Regions from separate parts of the Mus musculus genome. Here regions 2 and 3 are each linked to region 1. The links are chromatin contacts, called in public HiChIP or PLAC-seq and promoter capture Hi-C maps. All regions are on one chromosome and are shown on one strand. The core of a region is the stretch at or near the end of the contact, and the rest is flanking DNA. Distances in the headings are between cores, read along the strand shown. Region 1 overlaps Palld (palladin, cytoskeletal associated protein). Region 2 overlaps Palld (palladin, cytoskeletal associated protein). Region 3 overlaps Palld (palladin, cytoskeletal associated protein).

Region 1 (2,775 bases), core at 133-2,632:
GAATTCTGAGACCAACTACTCCTCCCACAAGCAGTCAACAGCTTGGAATAATTCTGCCTTTCTATGAGTTAGAAAGTTGGGGGATAGAGAGAAGAGAGGGGGGAGGGAGAGGGAGAGAGGCAGGCAGGGGTATGAAGGGAGGGGAGAAATGAGCAGTAACACCCGATAAAAGCTTCACCACTTGCCTGCTAATCTGATAACACCATGATGCAAAATAGGCCTTTATCACCCCAGCATTGCCATGGCTTGCTTATGAAATTCTCAAACATTTGCTGAAGGCTTTGTCTCCAGCTGTTGGATCCCATCACTGACTGAATCATTAGTACTCTGTCCTAATGTGCGGATTAACCCCTTGATAGATTCCAAATCCTATGGTGTCATTACGAAGTACAGCTGAATTGGAGAATGTTCCAGAAGGGTTTATCATGTACCTCCGGCTTCTTGCCTGTCTCTGCGTTCTATCCACTAGGCAGTGAGCATCTCTGTTTGTCTCAGTCTTCTCTGCCTTGCCACCCGGCCTCACCACAGGCTTGAAACAAGGGAGCTAGTGGGGCATGAACAGAAACCACTGACAATGTCGGCCTGGGCTCCTTTTAAAAACGGTTTCTCAGAATGTTGGTCACAGTGTTGAAAAACACAACCAGCAAGCGAGTTTTTCTTCCTATCCGTTCAAAGCTCTGCTGGTTCAGGGAAGGCCTCTGATGGACTTTGGTTCAGTGAGAGAATGTTTAATAACCTGAAGGCTTTCTCGGGCAGAATGGAGTTCACTTCCCATCACCCGGTGTTAGCGGGTGACTTCTTAATGGGTAAAATAAGAAGCTGGAAAGAGAAAGAAGTAAGAAAGGGTGAGATGGCTCAGTGGGTAAGAGCACCCGACTGCTCTTCCGAAGGTCAGGAGTTCAAATCCCAGCAACCACATGGTGGCTCACAACCATCCGTAACAAGATCTGACTCCCTCTTCTGGAGTGTCTGAAGACAGCTACAGTGTACTTACATATAATAAATAAATAAATCTTTAAAAAAAAAAAAAAAAAAAAAGAATACTGAGTTTAATACCTCATCTTAAACTTAAACATAGATGCCCTCATTTTAAAAAAAAAAAAAAGAAAGAAGTAAGAAAGACAAACAAACAAAACAACACACACTCAAACATACCTTCTGCCTAAAAAAAAAAAAAAAAAGAAGTCAAAACATGAAGCCATCGATCCTAATTTCAAGTTGTTCTCATCTTACCAGCCAGAACTCTCGCTAACTGAAATAGAATTGTCACCCGCTGGACACAGCCTTTCCCTCTGAAAGAAAGCCAGTATCAGGATGAAGACATAATTAGGGCAGTCCCCAGGGACCTGAGGAGTAAGTATCCATTGGACAGTCTTATGTTTCAGAAGCAGAAGGAAGAAAATGACCGCAGCAGCAGCAGCAGACACAGATCAAACTTAATCACCCCTCACACAAAGGGAAAGCCTTCCTGATCCTTTAAGCTCGATTGCAGTTTATCTCTGCCTGGGAATGTGAAAAGCTGAGAAGGAATCCGATGGCAGCAGGCTGGGGTCAGGGACCATACAAGGCCTTCATGGAAACAGACTAAAGCACCAGCCAGGGGGAACAGACTAAAACATTTTGCCAGGGCAAAGCTGTGGACTGGTCCTGTCCCCACCGAAGACCAGCAATGACATGTTGGTATAACAGGTAACAATTAGTGACTTTAAAGGATTTTTTTTTCTTTTTTCAGTTTTATTTGAGGAGTGAGGAAGGGAGGGAAGCATGGAAAAAAGGAAGGTGGGAGGAAGGGAGGAGGGAGAGAGACTGGGGAGAATGTGTGCTTGTGTGCATGAAGAGACCAGAAGAAGATGCCTGATTCTCTGAAGCTGTGAGACAGCAGCCAGGGGCCTGGGAACCAAACGCTGGTCCTGTGCAAAAGCAGCGAGTGCCCCACACCGAGCCATCATCTCCCCAGCCCCTGGATCTAAGGATCCTGAACTATAACGTGACTAGTTCCCTTCAGGTGAAGTGGGCCCAATCTGCCTGTAGGCTGCTGTGCTGGAAGAATCAACAGAATCGATGGAGGTCATTTTGATTTTGAGGCTGGTTGTTTTAGGGGAAATTAGCTACAATTAATTAATTAGATGAAATTTATTAGATGAAAAGTGAGCCTTACGGGAGAGCGTGGGTTTAGTTGTGTGTGCTGCCTGGACAATGATCTACACAGCCCCTCTCCAAGGAAAACAGGAAAGGAAACGAAACCTGATTTCACCTGCAACACAGAAAGACTTGATTTATTGGGCCTCAGACTGCACCGTTTCCCACCCTAACACATTGGGAGTGTTATTTCTATTTCCTGGGTCCATTTTCCTCCATTGCTGTGAGGATTACGGAAAATAGTGCATGATGCTAAAAAAATTCCGCACATAGCATGTACTCAGGTGGATTTATTTTTAAATGTCAAATTACGAATCTATACTTAACTTTATTATATGTTATAAATTTACCCAAATCTGTGAAAGGCCGTTTTCTGCAGGTCAACAGATCCATTTTTTCTCAGGGGAGGGCTGGGGACAGGTTAAAATTCAGGTTGATGTGAGCATGAGGTTATGGGCTTGGAAGATGGCTTCCAAGACAGGGAAGGAAGTTCACTGTGGAGAAGATTTCCCCCCAAAGACCTGGGTTTATTGTAATGTATTCCCAGTGTAATTTGAAATTCAATTAAAAACCCCTAAGATTTATTATGTGTCCAAGCTTGTGTGGCTGCTGGCCTTCTGGAAACTGAAAAGGGGA
Region 2 (2,942 bases), core at 100-2,599, 280 kb before region 1:
GGTGAATTTGTATTCATTCATGAAAAATATTGACAACTCTTTCCAGCAGAAAGAAAAAATATAGCATGAGATCCTCTCAAAAGTTTCCACAGCACTTCTCTTCTGGTTGTTCACCTGGGAATGACTTCTCTCTTTACCTGCCTAAGTGATCCCTTCTGGTCTCCCTAGACACCCAAATTTCTGAAAACCAATTTATGGACCCTCAGAGTTGACTCACTTCACATTTTTCTGCAAAGCTTAATCGTGAACAATGACTATAACCAAAACAACCGAGGCAAGAGGAAAGATACTTCCTGCACAGAGCCCACCATCTGATGAGCTCAGTGCATAGGCTTTCCACTCACTACTACCTCCAAAACTTAAGTAGGTCAGGTGACAGGCACTTAATTCAACTACCTAAAAGCCCTCCAAACAGACTAAATCGATCATCATGGCTCAAGGCAAAGTTTAGGAAGTATTGCTAAATAACTCAAACTTCAAGGTCAAAGAACAAGTATGAACACTCACAAATACTAGGAGCTTTGGAGCTAGCTCCCTCCTCACTGCTGATTTGCATTCGTCCCTCTTGCCCACCCCTCTTCAGTCAACCTAGGATATGGATGGAGCTTTTACTACATACTTGGTCTAGGTTCAGTGCTAAAGAACCTAGCCACCATTCACAGCGTCATCTCTGCAACCAAACTATGCACCATTTGTACAGACCAGATGGCCGGGGAGAAGGGTGCTGTGTCCTTTCTGTTTCACTAGTCTTCCTGCACCTCATACTTAGGAAGCCAGTCCAGTGTCAGCAAAGTTACATGCTTGTGTGAGAAAGCTGGGCTTCCGTGGACCTTGTGTTTTAGAGCCCTCTCCTTCTTTGTCCCTAACATCGAGCTGTCGCCTCATTTTCTAGGAAGCCTTAGCACACTTCCAAGAGAACTGAAGTGCCAGGCTGGCTCAGCATGATTTTGTTTGCTGGATGACAGCTACTTGTTAGTTGTTACTGATGTTAACTGCGTGCTTGTCAGATGAGGGTAAGAGGGGTTTCTGAGGCTCTAACTTCAAGGGGCTCTGATAAGTTATGCATTAAAGTGCTGGGGTGGGTTTTCCAACAAAAACAAATGTGTAGGGGAGCAAGAAAATGAACTCACAAGAGACTGAACTGGCACCCCAACCTACCAACTGACTTTATTTTTGCCTCTTTCATTCATTTTACATATGTAGGTCACTTCTGATTTATTGGAGAGAGAGATTGATTGCTTCTGAAGACAGAGAAAATAAAAGTCAGACTATGGGTTCACAGTCCCTAAACAAATACAGGTACAATGGGCAGGTTTCAGATAGCCAGGAAAGGAAGAGAGAGTCCACAGAGACACAGGCAGAGTGGGGCACGGTAGGATGTGACGCATCGGATGTAATCTGGCTGACAACGGCCTCTCTGTGCTTCAGTGACACATGGGCCAGATTCATTGACTCAGCGTTAGGTACACAGGGTCTGAGGACCCTTCCTATTAAGTGGGAGTCAGAAGTACCTGCGATTTCCCACATCATTCTGCTGCTCCCCAGTCAGACCCAGAAGACAGACTCAGACTAAGATGAGAAGTCACAGTGTAAGCAATTGTATGCCTCAAAAGGGGATGGGCTTTCCCAGCACCGGCCTGGGGTTTTCCAAGCTTTCCAACTATGCTGGGAATGTGAAGAATTGCCATCTTTAGAGGAACTTTGAAAGCAGTTTGAGGAGGGTAGGCTCAGACATACTATTAACCCACTTGAGAGACAAAGAACTGGGTTCTTCCTGGCTTAGCTTGTCTTGGGCAGTAAGAACGGAGAGAGAAAGTTGGTTCCCTACTTTCAGGAGCTGGGCTACAGAAGTCAGGCTTCCCTCACTGAAGTGGAAGACAAGCTCACCCCACTCAGGGTCTGGCGGATGGATGGTTTAACTCTCAGGAACCAGGCAAAATATGTCTCCTGGCTTTAGAGTCAGACACTGCTTTGCCTGTTTGTCATCAAATCCTTTGTTTCTTGGTACTCTGCAAGAATGAGGGAGGACCAGGGCTGGGGTGATGGCTCCCTGGGTATAGTGCTTGCTGTATAAGCATTAGGACTTCATTTGGAACACCTAGAACCCAGACAAAAACAAAAACAAAAACAAAAACAAAAACAAAAACAAAAAAAGCTGGGAGTAGCATGGTGCACTGGAAGAGGGAGACAGGCGGGTCCAGGGGACTCACTGGCCAGTTGGTCTAGTCAATTAGTAATCTCAAGATTCAGTGAGAGAGCCTCTCTCAAAAAATATGGTAGAAAGTGATAGAGGAAGAAGCAAAAGACAATCACAACCCCTGTCCTCTGTGTACCTGTGTACCTGCACCAGCATTTACATACATACACAGAAAATACACACCCTGAAAATTGCCACATGTCAAAATATTTACTCTCCCCCACTTTTTATTCCCTAACTAAGTCATCCAGAGCATACTACAGAGGACCTTCTGCAGCTCGAGTTGAAATGATGAAGAGAGTCTGATCCGGCATCTTTGAGAAGCCGATCGCAAACACTGCAAACACCGCAAACACCCCAAGCACGGGACCCAGGCTTGAATCTGAAAGCTGTCAGGTACACAATGGGCATGTGGCAGTCTGGAGCCCAGTTACAGCTCAGTTCTCCAAGGGGCAGTCTTATCTCTTCCTCTGATGTTATCACTTGCCAAGGAAAGCTCAGACAAAAGTCAACTGTTGCGCCCAGTTGGAATGTCACTGTGTTCAGGAATGTCCCAGTGGAACAGGGCTCATTTATATTCAGATGGGAGGTACCCTCTTGGTAAGAACGGGAGTCACTAAAAATTCTCACACCCTCCAGGAAAACTTGCCAAATAACTTCTTCCCAGCTCCATTAACAACACTTAGTGCTCTTCACGCGCCTTTTGAGCTATGCTCATTTGTGTCTGCTTGAACTTACACACTAA
Region 3 (2,865 bases), core at 68-2,567, 310 kb before region 1:
AATAGCCCTAAGGTTGAAATTATTTCATTTGCTAAAGGAATGGCAGGGGACAAGAAGAGGGTGTCCCAATGCTTCAGGGAGTGATTTGGTCCAGTACAACTATGCAAAGTGATTTTATCAAGTCTATTAAGATGAGGGAGTTCAGTTTTCAAATGGGCTCTTATTGCTTTTATCATTGTTCTCTGACAAAGTCTTCCTTACGTTCTGGTGGAGAATTTTATCACCATCAGTGGAAGACCGGTTCTGCATAGGCAGAAATAGCGACTGCATACCTATTCCTTCACCAAGATGCCCTAGCTTCCCCCAGAAGCCAATCTCACTTCCCAGTTTGGATTTGATGTCATTGTGATATATGGAAATACAAGCTCTTGTCTACAGAAGCCAAAATAAGTAACAGAATATTATGGGATGGTATGAACAACTCATTCGAGATTCCCTTTTTAAAAAAAAAAAGGAAATTCAGTTTTCTTGATCTAAACTATCAAATGAAGTTACTATGAATGTTTACGTATTGCTAAACAGATAGATAATATATACATATATGAGTTGTACCTTATACAGGTTTTACTTTTAATCCAAGAGAGTCCTCATCCATAAGGAATACTTAAATAAAAAAATGGTTTGTGTTGGGGAGGAGTTGGAGAGATGCCCTCACCTGGCTAAAAACAGTCCCCCTAAGCATCTGTTTTAATCTTCCAACAGCTTTTGTTGACAGAACCAGGGAACGCTTCCAGCGTGCGTGCAATCACTGGTTAGAGGTGGAGGTCACATACTTCCCTCTTTTGCAGAGCCCCAGGACCCAGTGAAACAAGCACCACAAAGCTTGCTAGAAGCTTCATCCGCCTTAAGATTAAGGGCCCTTAATCACTAGTATCACCATGAAAAAAATCCCACAAACCTAGAGCAATTTCTGTTCTGAAACGGCATCTGAGATGATTTTAAGCAAGCTTATTTTTCTGGTATTTCATGATACAGCCAGAAAAGACTCATCTCCTATGTTTAGGATACCTAATTTGCTGGCCTTTCCCAGCCCTTTAAAACCTCTGAGATGATACAAAAAGATTAAGCAAGCAAACAAACTCAGCTATGGAAAATTTAAGTAGGGATGAACCATCTGTTTCCCATCAGATCGATGGTCACAGTCAAAGCCTACGGCCTTAAGGCAGAAGTAGTTTCTGTTGTCAAGTGTGGTAGTATTGCTGTAAAACTTGGAGCAAGACAGTGGGACAGACATTACTGCAAGGTGTGGGAGCAGCGTCTACTCAGTCAAGGAGAACAGGACTCAGCCGTAGCAGTGGGTTTTCTAGCCCAGGTTATCCTGGGTGGAAGCCTTTCATTCCATTTCACTGCTTCTGGGTACCAGCTATCCCAGAGTACCTTCCTATTTCCTCCCAGGGAGCCACCTAGCTAAGATGGACTCTCTGTGGGTCCTTTATAGCACTGTATATCATGTTGTGGTGTCAGCCCTAGTTGCTGCCATCAGTACTTCCGTGTCTCTCCTACTCACTAAGAGGGATACTGGAATTCAGAGATAATGACAGAGCCTCATGGACAAGTCTTATGAACGTGAGCCTGAGTGAACCAGAGGAGATCTGGCTGGCGGGGCTGGGGTTCCAAGTCTAAGGCCCTGTTCTATTAGTACTGGTTAAGCCCCTATTCCATCAGTACTGGTTAAACTCCTGTTCCATTAGTACCGTTTGGCTAGCCCCTGTTCCATCAGTACCAGTTAAGCCCCTGATCCATCAGTACCGGTTGGCCATTGTTCAGAAGGTCCTCCTTGAAGCGAAGCTTCCGTTCCAGGTCTTGGATGACAGCATCCTTTGTGCCTTGAATCTCCTCATCAGAGGCAATTCTAGCAGTTCTACTGGACTTCTTTGGGAACCCCCTGCACAACAAAGGCATAAGTATAGTTAACTGCTGGGCATACACACAAGTCCAAGTCAGCCTTCAAGTTCAACGAAGCATAGATAGATGGCCTTCATAGTGTATCCTTTTAAAGCATCTACAACTACTCATATGAAGAGAAGGTGCTTTCAGGAGTTCAGGAAACACTAACTGGAACCTGGTCTTGAGGAAGGTTCGGACACCCATAGGGGAGCATATTCAGTGGCTAGGTAAATGCCACAGACAGAAACTACCTGTGTTTCAATCCTAGGGAGTAGCAACATGAAATGAAAATCTGATGTGTCTTCCTATGAGGCTTAAACAGACTCAGCCTTGATCTTGGGCAAGCTTCTTAAAGTTGCTTAAAAATACACATAAAAATATATAAAGATGAATGCAACGTGTGAATGTTGAGAGGACTTAAAAAGGACAAATTTCTCTTATGATTTTAAAAATTTTCTGGTCCTTCATAATTCAATGTATCCAATGACAAGGCTATAAGCCTCATTATAAGCAATACAGGAGTAGCATCATTTGCCAGGTATATCTGGGGGTCAGAATCTAGGGATGTAGCCTAGTCGGTAGAGTGCTTGCCTAGCATGCATAAAAACCTGAGTTCTATACTCAGCAGAGGGAAAAGACTGGGTGTTCTGTAATTGCCGCTATCCCAGCACTAGGAGGTTGGAGGTCAGGAAGGTAGGAGTTCAAAGTCATTGTTGGCTACATAGCAAGTTCAAAGCCAGCTCGGGCCATGCAATACTTTGTCTAAAAATGGTGAAAATCCTTCATTGTGTCTTATATATTTTATATGTCTATAAGGGGCATTCTACATAGAATTCTTAGTGTGCCTGCCTTTTGACCATGACCCATCACAGGAGATTTCTCCCTTCCAGTATCATGTGAATGCTCAAAACAGTGTGCATTTGAAAAGGGTTTCAGAAATTGGATTTTCACATTAGGGATATTCAACTCGAGTCACAT

The links. Promoter capture Hi-C pulls out the DNA fragments that hold promoters and counts their contacts. HiChIP or PLAC-seq counts read pairs in DNA pulled down with a chosen protein or histone mark.
Region 2: an H3K27ac HiChIP or PLAC-seq map of extraembryonic endoderm stem cells shows a contact between it and region 1. The contact joins two enhancer-like sites. A contact is called at or near these places in 4 of 39 promoter capture datasets (the C10 cell line, the HPC-7 cell line, cranial neural crest and 1 more), 1 of 484 Hi-C or Micro-C datasets (nephron progenitors) and 6 of 115 datasets of contacts at active chromatin or transcription factors (embryonic hindbrain, embryonic limb bud, extraembryonic endoderm stem cells and 3 more).
Region 3: a contact with region 1 is called in a promoter capture Hi-C map of second pharyngeal arch cranial neural crest, with 4 times the contacts expected there. The contact joins two enhancer-like sites. A contact is called at or near these places in 17 of 39 promoter capture datasets (the 3T3-L1 cell line, 3T3-L1-derived adipocytes, the C10 cell line and 12 more), 1 of 15 datasets of contacts at CTCF or cohesin (the NIH/3T3 cell line), 1 of 484 Hi-C or Micro-C datasets (muscle stem cells), 8 of 115 datasets of contacts at active chromatin or transcription factors (cardiomyocytes, embryonic hindbrain, embryonic stem cells and 3 more) and 2 of 9 other capture datasets (liver and pancreatic islet).

Annotation. Positions count from the first base shown.
Region 1 is chr8:61,847,404-61,850,178 of GRCm38.p6, forward strand. All of the region lies in intron 2 of Palld (palladin, cytoskeletal associated protein), which reads right to left. Among named protein-coding and RNA genes, the nearest start is that of Palld, 54 kb to the right of the region's middle. Within about 2 kb of position 1,383, at least 16 of the 459 cell types and tissues checked have an H3K27ac peak or open chromatin away from gene starts, as enhancers often do. A contact at or near this core is called in extraembryonic endoderm stem cells and heart atrium, where this site is marked.
Region 2 is chr8:61,572,037-61,574,978 of GRCm38.p6, forward strand. All of the region lies in intron 10 of Palld (palladin, cytoskeletal associated protein), which reads right to left. Among named protein-coding and RNA genes, the nearest start is that of Gm35254, 47 kb to the right of the region's middle. Within about 2 kb of position 1,350, at least 60 of the 459 cell types and tissues checked have an H3K27ac peak or open chromatin away from gene starts, as enhancers often do. A contact at or near this core is called in extraembryonic endoderm stem cells and heart atrium, where this site is marked.
Region 3 is chr8:61,536,939-61,539,803 of GRCm38.p6, forward strand. It overlaps Palld (palladin, cytoskeletal associated protein), which reads right to left. Exons shown (of 22, transcript NM_001293772.2): 12 at 1,750-1,885. Among named protein-coding and RNA genes, the nearest start is that of Cbr4, 51 kb to the left of the region's middle. Within about 2 kb of position 1,318, at least 8 of the 459 cell types and tissues checked have an H3K27ac peak or open chromatin away from gene starts, as enhancers often do.